3 separate regions of the Mus musculus genome follow, and regions 1 and 3 are each linked to region 2. Evidence: chromatin contacts called from public HiChIP or PLAC-seq data. All regions are on one chromosome and are shown on one strand. Each heading gives the region's core, a stretch centred on a gene start, on an enhancer-like site or on the middle of the called end of the contact. The rest is flanking DNA. Distances are from core to core; before and after follow the strand shown. Region 1 overlaps Med13l (mediator complex subunit 13-like). Region 2 has its middle 39 kb from the start of Gm25076. Region 3 overlaps Med13l (mediator complex subunit 13-like).

Region 1 (3,408 bases), core at 695-3,194, 340 kb after region 2:
AATGATGAATGCTTCCTTCTGGCTTTTTCAACTCTGCTGTAGATTTACTTTTGCAGTTATGTTGTTCGTAAGGTGGCTTCCTGTTGCTCTGTCAGAAGGATTCATAGTATCTATTTTTCTGAAGGCCATGCATAAAAGTTTACAAAAGATTGAAATTCCAGTCAGCAAGACAAAGGAGTTCCCATACAAACGCTCATCATTAGATCTGTGACTGTACATTTTGACCTTTGCCGATAGAATTTCTTCATGTCCTCTCCCCCCTCTCCCTCCCCCTCCCCTTTTCTCTCCTCAGAAAGATTTCTCTGTGTCTCTTGCCATGTAGCTTAGGCAGTCCTGGGACTCAGGGATGAAAGGGTGTGCCACCATACCTGGGTTTAGAATACTTTTTCATCAAAGAAGCAATGGGAAGATAGTACATTAAGAAATATTTGTGTCTACAGCATTTAATAGATCTGACACTTCTATGTTTAAGGCATCATTGATCTGAGCCAATTGTCTTTGAAAATAGACTTCTTCATGAAGACATTAAACACACTCCTTTTAGTAGCCAACTCCCTTCACTGACTTTGGTTGTTGTAAACCTGGTTAAGAAGTTTAGGCAGACTTCCTTGGGATTCTCCATAGGTCTAGTTTTCTTATAGCAGTTAGGTGATCCCCGTCAGGAGTGAGACAGTGCTGAGTTCCCACGAGGGGAGACTTCTGTGTACTCATTCTGACCCTCAGAATTGAGATCTAATAGGTCTCATTGGGAAGAAGAAGCAGCACATCACATAATCTCGGGTGGGGCAGCCTGAGGCCATGTGACTAGGAAGCAGGAGGCCTCTATTTGTAGTCTAGACTAGCTGGTTCAGGACAGATTATCTTTCTCCATTCTCAGAGCTTCAGTAAGGATGGAATCTACAGAGACTTCAAGTATTGGCACAGGGAGAAGACCTTACAGGTCAGGGTAGGAATATCCAGGCTTAGAGATGTTGTGTACCTGAGTTGTGAAGGTTGTGGTCAAGTGCCACAGGATTCTGACGGAGCAGCAGGCAGCATCTAGCTGTTGGCAGGGGAGACCTGAAGAAGTTGAGGCCTGCTTATGGGAGATTGGGAATGCTAGTTTGGATGGTTTAAGGCTTCCTTACCCATTGCATTCTAGAAATGTGGCTTTACAAAATGATGACAAGATGTAGATATTAACTGGAAGGAAGGGTAGAAATAGTGTGTTTTCTGCCATCTTGGATTTGCTTTCCAAGACTCTATTGTAATTAAATGTGAGTATGTTGATACTCTGGCTTACTGCATGGGAAGGTATGTTCTGGCCTTAGGCAGACAGAAGAGGACTAGACACTGGGTGGCTTGTTGCACGATATGTGAAGTTAATGTCCAGTGACATGGCCTGCATGGTCAGCCAGAAAAGAGATTTGGCTTGGGGCCATCTTGGTATTGTAGCGATCTCCACGTCTACTGGAATTCCAATTAGGTTCTTGCAGAGTTCCTTACAGTTAGAGCAGCCCTTTTGACATACGTGCTTTTCTTAAGCACATGCACTTGGGGCTTAGCTTACAGAAGGCCTAATGTAAGGGGAATGAATCCATCCAGTTCTGACGCTTCTATTGTCAGTAGTGGTTTTTGTTTTTTTTTTTTTGTAACTTTTAAATTATGACCTTGTCTGTGTTTGCATACATGCCACACCCTGATGTGGAGACCAGAGAGCAAGGGTGTGGGAACTGGCTCTCCCTTTCCTCTTCAGACTCTGTGCACCCCTGCCCTCTGGTTTTTATGGTTTGATCACTCAGTTATGAGATGCCTTTGCTTGTCACCTAGCTCTAGAGACTTAGGGGCCACGGGGAAGGAACTGTATGTAGCACGTGCAGTCTTGCGAAGCCAGGCTCAGTGTCTGTCGTGGCTTCTCTGTGTCTTCGTTACTGCTGTTGTCTTCTTTGAGTCACTTGTGTCCTTATAGCATTTCTTAGTTCCCCTTTGTCCTCAGTGCTCAGGGACTCCTTGTGGCCTGCTTCCATGCTGGGGGACTGGGTAGTGAGCTGAGAAAGTTCTCACAGACACCGACTGACAGACACCTTTAAGTTATTTGCTTGTTGAGTCACAAACTGACCTTGGGGCCTAGTGTGTTTGTGGGGCTCAGTGCTCATTGTAAATGAGGATTAGAAAGTAAGCATGAACAAGCTCTCCCTGCCCCCCATGTGTGAGGTTAAGTTAGTCGTACACTGGCGACTTAAAGCAGGCAGAAATTGTAGAGCCCTGTAGACAAGGAAGACAAGCCCTGTGAGTCAGGAAGGGAGGGCTAGCTCACCTGGGACCGCAGACTGTGAGGAGAGATGCAGAGTGGACACTGGGTGGGGGTGGGGCGGCGCTTCCATACACACTGCACGGTTCACCAGCAAGGTTGGTTGGGTGGGAGCAAAGAGAAAAGAAGTGTTCACACTACACACACGTGGGGCAAAGAGTGCGAGCGTGGGAACCCCTCACCATTCTTTCAGAAGGCTAAAATCAGCAAGTGCTACTTCTCAGACGCAAAGAGGCTAGCAGATTGGTCTGCGGGGTGGATTTCTGACGTCTCTCTCCCTGTTCACGGGCAGGCACTATGTCAATTGTGTCTTTCCAAACTGTTCCCTCTCTGAGCCAATTGTTCTCTTCATTTTATAGCAGTAGTAGAATTTCTGAAGAAGACCACCAGCATCAGCTATATAATTGGCTTTAATATATGATCTGGTATACTTCCATAATGATGCATAAAATAGAATCGTAATGATAGTGTTTGAGAATTGTTTGCACACAGTGAGAAATTCAAGAATTACTGTATTTCATTAAAGTTTTGTTCTGAACTTCCATGTGAGTGAATGAATATGTATATACATTGTGGTGTTTATGAATGAATGGAAATGAGACACTAACATTCAGATCAGTGTGAGCTGCTTGGAGTAATGCCCATCTTTTAACAGTATGTTTAATAATTCATTTATCTCAAACTACTAATGATTCGGTAGTTTCTTCTAGCAAGGGATCAACTCTTTATTTATTTATTTTTTCATTTTCAAAATATTTTTGTTTTTCAAGACAGGGTTTCTCTGTGTAGCCCTGGCTGTCCTGGAACTCACTCTGTAGACCAGGCTGGCCTTGAACTCAGAAATACCCCTGCCTCTGCCTCCCAAGTGCTGGGATTAAAGGTGTGCACCACCACTGCCCGGCAACTTTACAAATTTTTTTATGACTACAAAAATCAGTACATATGCTTGGGCATTGTAAGAGTTCACATAAGAAATGTAAGTTTCCCGTTGTTCCTGTAAAGGGACAGCCTTGTGGTTTGGTTGTTTACAGTTACGCTCTAGTAGAGAAAGGACAGTGAGCATCACTGCTGCTGTCAGTGTCACCAGCTGCCGTGTGGTGTGTGTGTGCTGAGAGCTA
Region 2 (3,189 bases), core at 316-2,815:
CATACATATATGTACCCAAGCAGAGCAGACACATGTACATTTGTATGCACACATGTTCATGCATACACACATGCATGGAGGCATACACACTTGCTTGCTTACATAAACACACATACAGGCACACATACATGTATATGCAATCATACTCATGCATACACACATGCAAGCAGGCCCACACATGCAAACAGGCCTACATACATGTGTATGCACACACACAAACAGGCGCATTCGTACAAGCAAGCACATGTACACTTGTATACAGACATGTGTATGCACACACATACACTTAGGCACACAAACACTTGTAGGCACACATGTGCATGCACACACATGCAGCCCAGCACATATATGCTTGTATGTATATGTGTATATGCGCACACATTTGCAGGTCTGGTTTGCTCACTGTGTATCACTGACTGTCTCTTTGATCACACACCCTTTCTTCTCTGAAGCGAGCCAGAGCAAGGGAGTATGCTTGGGGCCCTTCCCAGTTCATTCATCCTGGGCTCTGTGTCACCTGTCATGGCTCAGGATGCTCAGCCTTTTGGTCTCCTGATCACGGACAGGCCACCTTGCTTTCCATCACCAAAGCAGAGGTTTTGTTGATCCTCTCTCTTCTGCCTCCTTCATGAGCCTGATGATCTGAGCTGTCTAAATCCACACTGGTTATGCAGGACTTCACGGATAAAGTGCTGATGAGGCCAGGCTGACGCTGGAGAGCTGCAGCCTGGGGTGAGCGCATCTCAGGTGCAGCTGGTTAGGAATTGGACAGACCACCCCACTCCACTGACACAGCGCAGAGCAGTGCTGGGAGGCTGTGAAAGACAATCTCTCCTTCATCAGTAAGGGATTAAAAACCACTGTCCCAAGAAAGTCATCCCAAACAACAGACCACAGGGATGCTATCCAGATGGACACCCAGGGAGGTCGTGGCTCCTGGGAGATGCTTGTGTTGCAGCAGGAGAGGTCTCCAAAATGGATCTGAGAGGCTGCTGCTATTGCTGTTATTCTTTATGTGTATATGTGGATACGTGTCTGAGCACATGTGCTATGTGTGCATGTGTGTGTGCACATTTGTGTGCATGTACATGCATGCGTATGTGTGTGTGTGTGCCACAGCTCACATACAGCAGTCAGGACAACTTTCAAACCTCAGTTCTTTCATTCCACCCTGTGGGTCCTGAGGTTTGAACTCAGGTCGTAAGGCCTGACGGTATGCATCTTCTACTGCTGTCCCATCTTCCTTTTTTTGTTGTTTTTTTGTTTTTTGAGACAGGGTTTCTCTGTGTTCTCTTTAATCCCAGCACTCAGGAGGCAGAGGCAGGCGGATTTCTGAGTTTGAGGCCAGCCTGGTCTACAGAGTGAGTTCCAGGACAGCCAGGGCTATACAGAGAAACCCTGTCAAAAAAAAAAGGAAAGAAAGAAAGAAAGAAAAAAAGGCGTGCCCCACCACTGCCTGACCCATCTTGCTATTACTATTTTTAAGGTACAGTCTGATAACCTGTGTGTCCAAAGCGGGACACGCATAAACTCCTCTCTTGGGACAAGTGTAACGGACCCACAAGCCCTCCTGTGCAGGGCGGAAACTGTTGACATGGATGGATGGCACTTCCCCATTCCACCAAGCTCTAGATCCTAATTTTCAAAAATAAGTTATCATTTTTGTCGTGGCGAAGAATCTGCACATGTCCTTCTCCATGCCAGCCACCATGAACAGCAACGTCGAGTACACTCGAGGTTGCCTGAGTGTCGCTGCTGTCAGCACGGAAAGCTCTCTTCTAGAACAGAAACCCCGCACCTAGTAAAGTGCACCCCATCGTTCTCCTCCGCATCCTGCAACCAGCATCTTCCTCTGCTGTCTCTGGGAGTTTAGCCAAAGCCACAGAGGCCTCTCAGGGGCTTCCTGTGAGTGGGAACGTCCACTGTTTGTCCTCTTAGAACTGGCTCGTTTCACAAGAAATATTGCGAGGTTCTTCCATGTCCTACTGTGTGCCAGAATAACCTTCTCCTCCCGGGCTCAATGATATTCCCTTGTATGGATATTAAAATAATTCCTGCCTCAAGAGATGCAGGGAGAACAGATAGGGGAGGAAGGAATGGTCTTTTCCGAGATGGAGGGAGGGCAGAGAGAAAGAATAATTAAGTATATGCTGCTGGGTGTGGTGGCTCACACCTGTAATCCAGCACTCAGGAAGCTGAGACAGGAGGCTTGCCATGGCTAGCCTGGGCTACATAGTAAATTCCAGGACAGCCTAGGCTACTAAGTGAGACATTCCTTCTTCCTTCCTTTCTTTCTTCCTTTCTTTCCTTCTTTCTTTCTTCCTTCCTTTTTCTCTTTTCAAGATTTATTTATTTACTTTATTTATATGAATACATTGTAGCTGTCTTCAGACACACCAGAAGTGGGTATCAGATCTCATTACAGATGGCTGTGAGCCACCATGTGGGTGCTGAGAATTGAACTCAGGACCTCTGGAAGAGCAATCAGTGCTCTTAATCCTGAGCTATCTCTCCAGCCAGAGACACTGTTTCTAACACACACACACACCACATAATACCTATGGGCCTATTGTAGCAATAGCCACAGCTGAATGGCAGCTCCCTGCCAAGAAGTGAACTAAACTTTTCTCCCACCTCCTGGGTGATATTGAACAACTTCAAATTTCTTCATGTCTTGTCTCCTTTCCCCCAGGCCCCTCCTCTGTGCTGGGAGGGGGGTAACTCGGGCTTTGTCTGTCTGTCTGACTCAGAGGCTGGAAACAAATGTATAGGTATAAGGAAGCATTTAAAGGGCTTGGGAAACAATCTATAGATGCTGGGCCACCCACCAGCCCGATGCCTAGGGTGTTACTTCTGAGTCCTGAAGAAGTGTGTGTGGGGTATCCCCTACTCATCCAGAGCCATGGAAGGCAGAGAGGGTGGAGGTCCCTGTATGTCCAGGTTGGCTCCCGAGGGCCTAGTCGCCCACCAGGGACAGTAACCATCCTCTGCTTGCTCCTGAGGTACTGGTCATTGCTCCCAGTAGATGGCTATCCCCAATGATGTGTGGCCTGTTCAAGTCCTGTCACGTGAATCCTAGCTGGTGCTTTGAGCCAGGGACAGGATGCCGGCAAGACCTCCAGCTCTGTCCCTTTCGGCGGCACAGTTTAATATGCGGACACATTCCCTGCACCCCATTACGTAATGGTC
Region 3 (3,281 bases), core at 23-2,522, 310 kb after region 2:
CTGTAGAACAAGAGCCAGTCCACTGCTGTAAACACCTCCGACCGACGCAGGAGGGGGCAGGGGATGGATACAGTGACTCACTGGTGGCCAGTGGATCCTTCCACAGAGAGAAGGAACACAGAGAAGAGAGTGCCAGACCAAGGCGTAGTAGACTCACCCCCAGACCTAAGCAGGAGTTAGATGACTTTTTGTGTTTCTAGGTGTGTCCCCCATGGGATGGGTGTGGATGTAGACGTTAAGGACTAAGCTTCAGCTTCCTGTGGTTTCCCTCCCTCTCACTGACTGTGACTTAGCTTTCCTAGGCTCCTTCTTGCCTCTACCCGTATTATCCAAAGCCACGCCGTGACTCACTGCTCCCTTCCTGAGCTAGCCCTGCACAGCGTTACTCTCCAGGCTTTCCATGCTGTGTGTAGGACAGGGGTTAGGAGCTGCAGCTGAAGGCTCCTCGTGAGCCCTGCCCTGCGAAGTCCTGTTGGTGTGGAGGAGCTGTTGGGCACGCAAGGTGGTGGGAACCCAGAGATACGTGTTAAGCCCTAAGTAATGTCAACAGTATCTGATGTTCTTGATACTTCCTAATTCACACTCCCCCTCTCCCCTGTGAGTAGCCTCGGTGTGCAGTGATGGGCCCAGCAGTTTATCCTGGGTGACAGAAGGTCTGTGAGAGCAGACCTCAGCACCTTCAAAGAGAAGCTGGGCCCAGGGAGGCAGACATGGGGTGTGCTGTAAATCCTGTGAGGTTGAGGCCAGGCTGTGATGCTACAGTGCAGACCCAAGGAGACACACACACACACACACACACACACACACACACACACTTGCTCACCCTCTACAGTGAGTAAAACTTTGTTAGGTTCCTGGGAAGAAGAGTGACTGCCATACTGGTCCTGTTTTGGTCCCTTGCCAGGTGCCAGGTCAGGCAGCAGGCTGTTTGTTATGTGTGTGACTCGTGCTTTCAGAGGTGTCTGTGAGTATTTTCATGTGAGCATGATAATGTTTTTAGGCTTTCTGTAAAAGAGGGTGGATTTCTGCGTGGTAAATGCCAATTTAAAGTGTTAGACTCCTTACATTAAACACCCCCAAGGTTGCTCTCTAACTCCAGCCAGCGGCGGCTGCTAAGAGCTGTTTTTGAAGCAGTTAAAGCTCCTTTTTTTTTTTTTTTTTTTGTCCCAGAAGAGCATCCCTCTGGTGGAAATGGAATAGGGCCTGTGCTAAGGGCTGAAGAATGGACAAAGAGATGGAGTCTTTATGGCAAGGAGCCCGGGGCTGCTGGCAGTTACAGATAGCTGGGCAGCACGTGGTGCTCCCGGTGCTCTTGGAGAGAGGCTGCTCTGCCTCTGCCCACTGAGCTCAGTGTGATGGAGGGAGGGAGCCTGGGCAGGCCACTGCTCAAGGATGGAAAGCGTTCCTTCTGTGCAGTTGGTTCTGACAGGGCACTGAGTTACCATTCTGCACTAAGGCTGAGACACTGCAGAGGTCATTTGGACGGCCGGGCAGGTGGCTTTGTATTAAGTACCTCTGCAGACAGCTTCAGCCAGGGGGTTTTATATTTTAGGACTACTAAACATGGTATTTTCAGGTACTTCTGAGACTTTTTCCATTTCTTGTTTGTCAACTGTCTTTCTTTGAGCTTGATGGAAAGGAAGCCCCGGTAATACTCCTACTTCCTCTATTCCAGACACTTGAGCTTTTCAGATAGTTCAAAGGCTAAAGAGCTTGTTGATGTTTTGCACTCCTCACTTCCTGCCTTTCTGCTGTGCGCTCTTGGCAGCTCCTGGCTCTCATTCTTCCCCCTCAGGAGCCTCAGTTGTGGTACCCTGGGTCTTCCCAGGGCTTCCCTGACTTCCACCTCCAGGGAAGAGGGTTGGTGTTGGGAGATTGTAAGGAACTGGGTTTTAGGAACTATGTTTTTCTGAAAAATTTCTACCTTTTTTTTTTTTTTTTTTTTTTTTTTTGCCTACTGTACATGTGCATGAGGTGTCAGATCCTCTGGAAAGAGAGTTACAGGTAGAGAGTTGTAGGTGCTGGGAATTGAACCTTGGGTGCTCTGGAGGAGCAGCCAATGTTGGTAACTGCTGAGCCATCTCTCCAGCCCTTCTCTCTTGCTTTTACCTCTTCATCTTGACTAGATTTAACAAGGCATTTAGGTAGCATTCTTGAGAGCGTTTTGGTAGAAATACTGAAAATAATTAGGTGCTGTATTTTAAGTGACTTTTAAAACAACAAACTACTGTGAAGACCTGTGGTGTTTATGCTTAAAGCCGAGCCTGTAGCTAGCAGTCACGCTGAGAAGAGGCACTGCTTTAAATCAATACGTAAAAGCACCCTCTTGGCACTGAAGAATAGAAATATGTTGCTTATTTGTCTGAAGACTGAGGTTTCTTAAGTTGTTGTCATGGCCCCTAGAGATGCAGAGTCTCGATCTTTTTACCTCTCTAGGGCAGCTGTGACCTTTGAAGAACTCTTGTCCCTTCTACATCCCAGGTTCCTAGATAAGGTCTCCAGGGTCAGAGACAGGAGCTGTGCATGGAGAAAGTGGCCGGTTCTGTTGCCCTTTTGACATATGCTTACGAAGACTAACTGGGGGTTTCATTTCTGCTATTTCTACGTTTGTGCATACATTTGGTTTCGAGCTTTCTTTTGATTATTTTAAAAATTGACCAAGTAGACGTTAAGCTTGCTTACATTTATCTTTAACACATGGCTGATACAATTACCAGAAGAGTTGAAGTATGACAACACTTCACAGGGTTTTGCACAATAGGTTAAGAAGTCTTTCAGTTTTTTCTGCCTGCCTTTTGGGAATCAAGTGCCTGTCTGTCTGTCTAAGGCCAGGGTGGCATTGCTTCTGAGACAAGTGCCTGTCTGTCTGTCTGTCTGTCTGTCTGTCTGTCTGTCTGACTATCTAAGGCCGAGGTGGTGTTGCTTCTGAGACAAGTCCCTGTCAGTCTGTCTAAGGCCAGGGTGGAGTAGTTTGCACACATAGGAGTTGAAGCTGCCTCTGCCTCATATACCTGTGAGTTGAGTATAGTCTGCTTGTCTTTCTTCCTAAGATTTTAATATGTTTTTTTTTTGTTTATGTGTCTGCATGTCTGCCTGTGTGAATTGGTGTTCACTTTGTGTGTGCTGTGTCTGTGGAGGCCAGACAAAGGTGTTGGAGCCATTGGAGCTGGAGTGACAGGTGGTTTTGGCTAGCATCATGTGGGTGCTGGGAATTCAACCCTGGTCCTGTGCAAGAACAGCCAGGGCTCTTAGCCACGGAGCCATCTCTCCAGCTCAGTGCT

The links. HiChIP or PLAC-seq counts read pairs in DNA pulled down with a chosen protein or histone mark.
Region 1: an H3K27ac HiChIP or PLAC-seq map of large pre-B cells shows a contact between it and region 2, with 4 times the contacts expected there. The contact joins two enhancer-like sites. A contact is called at or near these places in 1 of 15 datasets of contacts at CTCF or cohesin (the NIH/3T3 cell line), 1 of 484 Hi-C or Micro-C datasets (bone marrow-derived macrophages) and 8 of 115 datasets of contacts at active chromatin or transcription factors (bone marrow-derived macrophages, craniofacial prominence, embryonic basal ganglia and 3 more).
Region 3: a contact with region 2 is called in an H3K27ac HiChIP or PLAC-seq map of large pre-B cells, with 3 times the contacts expected there. The contact joins two enhancer-like sites. A contact is called at or near these places in 1 of 484 Hi-C or Micro-C datasets (bone marrow-derived macrophages), 3 of 115 datasets of contacts at active chromatin or transcription factors (craniofacial prominence, embryonic basal ganglia and large pre-B cells) and 1 of 9 other capture datasets (embryonic stem cells).

The regions. Positions count from the first base shown.
Region 1 is chr5:118,645,692-118,649,099 of GRCm38.p6, forward strand. All of the region lies in intron 2 of Med13l (mediator complex subunit 13-like), which reads left to right. Among named protein-coding and RNA genes, the nearest start is that of Med13l, 87 kb to the left of the region's middle. Within about 2 kb of position 1,945, at least 47 of the 459 cell types and tissues checked have an H3K27ac peak or open chromatin away from gene starts, as enhancers often do.
Region 2 is chr5:118,303,591-118,306,779 of GRCm38.p6, forward strand. No RefSeq gene overlaps it. Among named protein-coding and RNA genes, the nearest start is that of Gm25076, 39 kb to the left of the region's middle. Within about 2 kb of position 1,566, at least 8 of the 459 cell types and tissues checked have an H3K27ac peak or open chromatin away from gene starts, as enhancers often do.
Region 3 is chr5:118,613,024-118,616,304 of GRCm38.p6, forward strand. The region is part of intron 2 of Med13l (mediator complex subunit 13-like); the gene reads left to right. Among named protein-coding and RNA genes, the nearest start is that of Med13l, 54 kb to the left of the region's middle. Within about 2 kb of position 1,273, at least 136 of the 459 cell types and tissues checked have an H3K27ac peak or open chromatin away from gene starts, as enhancers often do.